2 separate regions of the Mus musculus genome follow, and region 1 is linked to region 2. Evidence: chromatin contacts called from public promoter capture Hi-C data. All regions are on one chromosome and are shown on one strand. Each heading gives the region's core, a stretch centred on a gene start, on an enhancer-like site or on the middle of the called end of the contact. The rest is flanking DNA. Distances are from core to core; before and after follow the strand shown.

The links. Promoter capture Hi-C pulls out the DNA fragments that hold promoters and counts their contacts.
Region 1: a contact with region 2 is called in a promoter capture Hi-C map of cranial neural crest. The contact joins the promoter of Esyt3 here to the enhancer-like site in region 2. A contact is called at or near these places in 9 of 39 promoter capture datasets (the C10 cell line, cranial neural crest, frontonasal cranial neural crest and 5 more), 1 of 15 datasets of contacts at CTCF or cohesin (the NIH/3T3 cell line), 4 of 115 datasets of contacts at active chromatin or transcription factors (differentiating embryonic stem cells, embryonic stem cells, microglia and 1 more) and 3 of 9 other capture datasets (adipose tissue, liver and pancreatic islet).

The regions. Positions count from the first base shown.
Region 1 is chr9:99,357,258-99,359,957 of GRCm38.p6, reverse strand. Esyt3 (extended synaptotagmin-like protein 3) reads left to right here and starts at 1,428. Exons shown (of 23, transcript NM_177775.3): 1 at 1,428-1,907. The coding sequence starts at 1,569.
Region 2 is chr9:99,108,394-99,111,093 of GRCm38.p6, reverse strand. The region is part of intron 2 of Pik3cb (phosphatidylinositol-4,5-bisphosphate 3-kinase catalytic subunit beta); the gene reads left to right. Among named protein-coding and RNA genes, the nearest start is that of Pik3cb, 30 kb to the left of the region's middle. Within about 2 kb of position 1,278, at least 66 of the 459 cell types and tissues checked have an H3K27ac peak or open chromatin away from gene starts, as enhancers often do. A contact at or near this core is called in adipose tissue and microglia, where this site is marked.

The DNA of each region.
Region 1 (2,700 bases), core at 179-2,678, 250 kb before region 2:
ATGTCTTGAGGAATGGGTTCCATAGGGAATCATTAGAGCAACATAGGGTTAAATTCTGTTTACCAGCCTTTGTCTGTAGGACTTCTCAGAAACTTTAGTAAGATTTGAATGCAGCGGACTCTTCAAAGGCACTTGGAAGGAGGGGCTTTGTGGTTGATATCCCAGGGTAGCCTGAGAAGAAGATGACCAAGAGCAGAGGAAGGAGATTCAGGTATTCTGACCTCCGGCAGCATTCCCATTGTTGTAAAACCTTACTCTGATAAATAAGTTTTTGGAGATTTATTCTTAATTTAAAATTATATGTATGAATGTGGTATCCAAGACCATCCCCTGGAGCTGGAGTTATTTGAACTTGGCGAGCCTCTTGTATGTGCTGGGACCTGAATTAGTGTCCTCTGCTTGAGCAGTAAGAGTTCTAGCCGAGGAGCCATCTCTCCAACCCCTTGCAGCAAGTAATTTTATCCAGAGGAAGAGATAGGAAGCGGGGAAGGGTGCAAGAAAGAGAACACACTCATCTTTTGATTGTTCATGGGGCTAAGCCTTTCAACGATTGTGGAAAGAGAATGAAATTACCCCAAATCAGGCCTGTTCTCCTCTTGACTCTGTCTCACCATCCGTCCATTTCTGTGATCTCCTGTATAGGCGCCTACAATCTGTGCCATCCGCAAGGTGAGTCACTGTCTGAATTTACGGAGCCTTGCTTCTCTTGGTCTGATCGTTCGGCCTGGGCGACACGAAAGCAGAAGGCTCATAGATTCCGAAGCACCTCAAGGCTGGCTTCCTCTTTCTTTTTCCATTCGCAGGTCGCTTGCCCTCTCTGGGTGCACCAAGAGAGAGTAAATGACTATGAGTGAAGATGGCCGGTTTCCTGGACGCTCCCAGTCCCAGAAAGGAAAGGCACTGACCAACTCCCCTGCAGACAGGGTTTTTAAAATGACGCTGAGGATGGGAGTGGGGGTGGGGTAGAGAATGGTCCCTAAGCTCAGTTTGACTGTGCTGGGAGCTGGGTCCAGATGGCTTAAGTAACAAATAGTTTAAGAGAGAAAAGCAAGGCTTTAAGGACCAGCTGGGAGTGGTCCCAGACTTTGGGTCAGATCCAACGCAGTGCTGGCCTAGGACACCCCGCAAAAAGTCCAGATGATACTGTGTGTAAGGAACAGGTTTTAGGTGATGTTTACCCGTGTTGGGTTGATGTGAAGAGTAACGCTTAGCTCACCCCAAATGACAACTGCACCCCTTCTGTTGACATTTATGCCAGACAGTGGGATCCCAGGATGCCCTCAAGGCCTCATCGGGTTGACCCCGCCCCTTTTCACCTGGGCACGCCCCTGGTGGCGGAGACTTCCGGATTTCCCTGCCTGCCAGAGCTCCACCCCTCTGGCCTTATGCCCAGACTCCGCAGTCCGGAGCTGGTAGAACCCGAGCTCAGAGCTTGGAGAGGCTGGCGGAGCAGGAGCTGCGCGGCTGCGGAGTCCTCGTGCCTTGAGGACAGATGTGCGCCGGCATAGGGGGTGCACCAACCTGAGCTGGGGTGAAGCTTCTAGAGAGGACAAGCCGGCGACAGCGAGATGCAGCCGGAGGAGCCCTGCGCCCCGAGCGCGCCCGGCGGTCCTGACGTCCCGGAGAGAGGCCAGCGCTCGCGGGACCCCGGACCGCGCCTGTCGGGCCAGCTACTGCCCGAGCTCTACAGCTTCGTGGCGCGCGTCCTTTTCTACCTGGCACCGGTCTACCTGGCGGGCTACCTGGGGCTCAGCGTCACCTGGCTGCTGCTTGGCGCCCTGCTCTGGATGTGGTGGCGCCGGAACCGCCGCGGGAAGCTGGGGCGCTTGGAGGCCGCCTTCGAATTCCTGGAGCACGAGCGCGAGTTCATCAGCCGTGAGCTGCGGGGCCAGCATTTGCCAGCCTGGGTAAGCCGGGCCCGGCGGAGGGCTGTGGGTTTCCGAGGGGGGAGCTGGGGCGTACTCCCGGGTCTTCACGCAAGGGCCGGGCTTCAGAGAAGAGTCGGAGGTGGGACACACCCAGGATCAAAACTGGGCGTCCAGGACTCCGCAAAGTTGCTCGCGTAGGAAACAGGGCGCTTCTTCCACCCGCCTGTTGATTTAAGAACTAGCGAAGGGCGTGACACGTATATAGACACATACAGCAGTGACAGGAGCACAGGGCTCTGGTCGCCTTCAGCCGAGAGCTGGCAGGAGTGCTCCGCAGAGCAAGCCGGGATACTGCGTGGACCACTGTCCTCTCCCTTCTTATGCCATGGGCTTGAGCGGGCCGTGTGCACACTCGTAGTCCAGAGACAAACCCGCTTCCTGGTGGCGGTTGGCATGGCTATGGTTTCTCAAATGCATCTGGTCCTGAGAACCCCACCTGGTTCACGTAAAAACAAAATCTGTACCCCCAGCTTAATTCCTCGGGTGGGGAACAAGGACGTTTAGGATTGGATGTTTCGCAAACATTGACCAAAGGAGTCCGTTTCAGAGGGTTAGTGTGTGACAGATCTGCCCCCTGGAGCTGGAGGCTTCTGCTTCCCTGAGTATCTTGTATCTCAGACTCCCAGGGGAGATATGCGGAGGCCCCCCCAGACTCCTAATTTCGGCTGGCTTGAATGTTTTGCGTGTGGCCTGAACTCTAAAACGCAGCTGAATCTATGAGCATCACACCTGTCTGTGATTGAGAAGAGAACGTTAGCATGGCTTATTAATC
Region 2 (2,700 bases), core at 29-2,528:
GAATGATCACAACAGCAGGAATGGTGCAATTCAGATTAGTGAAAGAAAATGGTGATAAATGAAGTAGAAATGCCCTTGCTGAGACCCACAGCATCCCATCCAAATTGTTACTCAAGAAACGAAACATCTCCAAGACATGCTGCTCTAACCGCAGTGCTTGTCTAAGTCAGGAGAAGGTTACAGGTGGGCAGATTTCTGTGAGTCCAGGATAGCCAGGGCTATGTAGAGAGACCTTGTGTCAAAACAAAACAAAAAGTGGTAATCATAGAATTAAAAACTCAAATATATGTTTAAAGACGTATAAAATTAGTCTTTTAACTTCATTATAAATTTACTTTTTGTTTTGCATTTTGTTTGTGTACACATGAAAAATTTAAAATTACTTTAGAGAGATCTCTTTCATAGCATTACAGTGCTTTAAAATTATTTTTAAAATGAAATGCTGAAGTTCCACATGATAGTAGTTATATGTAATCCATTGTAGTTTTGCTGCAGTCAGGAGAATTACAGTGAGCTTGAGGCTAGCCTAGGTTACAAAGTGAAAACATGTTGGTAAAACAAAGTAACAAAATGGCTTAGTTTTACTGCAGAGCAAAGTAAGTGGTGGAATGGGGAAGAGTCCTAGTAGCAGCTATCACTTAAGTCACCTCTGAAGGAAGCCTCCAGGCTGCAGTAGCAGATATAGCCTTTGCTGCCAGTGTGCATGGTGTCTTCCAGTGGCTGGAGAGTAGGGCACACAGAGAGGATAATGACAAAGAATCCAGTTATCAGAGGAAGACAGGGAACCTTGCGCCACCAGGGATGCATGATTAAAATAGTATGCTTAAGGGAAAAGGCCCGAGATTTCCCGGAGTGGGAGAAGGTGGGCGCTGGCGACATCTAGATGCTCTGCGGAGAGTGGCGGAACCCTACTGTTTGCTCCTTTTCCTAGCTTCGAGCACACGTTTCCATTCTCAGGAGGGCCTTTCTCTCTTAGAAACGATTACTATCCACATGGTCCTCCGGCATCTTTTTGTTCCAGGACAGCAAAACCTGGAAGGCTGAGTGGGTGTCCCCCTGTATATACTCAAGGCACACATAAAACAGTAGACTCACCTTTCTTCGCACTTTATCATGGAAATAAGAAAAAACGTATCCTTTAATTTTCTTTCAGAGCTTCTTCTATCCTTTTCGGAGTTGTTTTGGTTGTGCTTGTTCACATGTGTACATGTGTGTTGGTTTCTCCTTCTTTCCTGATTTAGAGAAGTACTTTAGTGGCTTAGCTGGCATGCTGCTGGGGAAGTGGAGGTCTCTATATTGTTCCTCTTTCTCCTGTGAACAGACACGGCTTGTGTTCTGTAATTCCTGTCTAAGGGTTCAGTGGGGCCAGTTGTCCCTGCTGTGTTCTGTACCCCTAAAGCTTCCCTGAGAAGTTGTCATACCTAAAAATATTCTGTTCTCAGTGTTAGATCTTATGTTTTCATACTTAAGATACAATGACCTAAGCTCTTGAAGACTTGGTAGCCCTGTGCAGAACATTTCCTTTAAAGGAGGTGTGGGAAACATGGCTAATTGCTTTGAAAAATGAAAGAATACCCTTTCTGCTCCTGTCCCTGACTTGCTGGATAGGGCTGTCTCTGGGCTTTGGTTTTCTTACCTTTCTGTGAGGAGAGTATGCTACTCTTAAGACTCCTCCTGACCGGAAGCTCATAGGCTTGGCTCTGCATGTAGCACTTGCTCTCTGGAAGAAGGACGACAAGGCAAAGGAGAACAAAATGTTTTACTTTCAATTTAGTAGCAGCAGTGGGAGGTGCAGTGCTGGGCCTTGAACTCAGAACCTCATGCATGCTAGGCAGGCCCTCCCCACCATACTAATAGTTTACTTCCTTCCTTCCTTAATAGCCTTTCTTTCTTTCTTTCTCTCTTTCTCTCTTTCTTTCTTTCTCTCTTTCTCTCTTTCTTTCTTTCTTTCTTTCTTTCTCTCTCTCTCTCTCTCTCTCTTCCCTACTTTCTTTCTTTCTCTCTCTTTCCTTCCTTCCCTTTTAATTTTATTCTTCTCTTCTCTTCTCTTCTCTTCTCTTCTCTTCTCTTCTCTTCTCTTCTCTTCTCTTCTCTTCTCTTCTCTTCTCTTCTCTTCTCTTCTCTTCTTTCTCTCTTTGAGACAGGGCTTCTCTATGTAGCTCTGGCTGGCCTGGAACTAGCTCTGGCCTGGAAGAGAGATCTGCCAGCCTGTGTCTCCCAAGTGTTGGGGCTGAAGGTGTGTACCACCACTACCACCCAGCTGTGATTGTATTTTCTTAAAAGTATTTATTTTTATTTTAGTGGGAGGAGTTGCCCTTTTTGAGACAAGGTCTTTATTTCAAAGCTCTGGCTGTCCTAGGCTAGTCTCAGACTCACAGATCTGCCTGCCTTTGCCTCCTGAGTGCCAGGATTAAAGGTGTGTGTTACCATGTCCTGTTTTACAAGTATTTTTCTTTGTTTGAGACATGGGTTTTCTGTGTAGCCATCTGTAGACCAGGCTGAGCTTGGACTCAGGAATATTCTTATTTCTGCCTCTTGGTTGCTGGGATTAAAGGCCTGTACAACCACATCTGCCTTAAAGTATTTCTAATAGGAACAAGGATGGTGATGTATGCCTGTAACCCTCATTTGGGAGGTGGAAGCAGGAGATGCTGGAATTCTAGGCTACTCTGGATCCTGTGAATCTGTGTCTCTCAAATA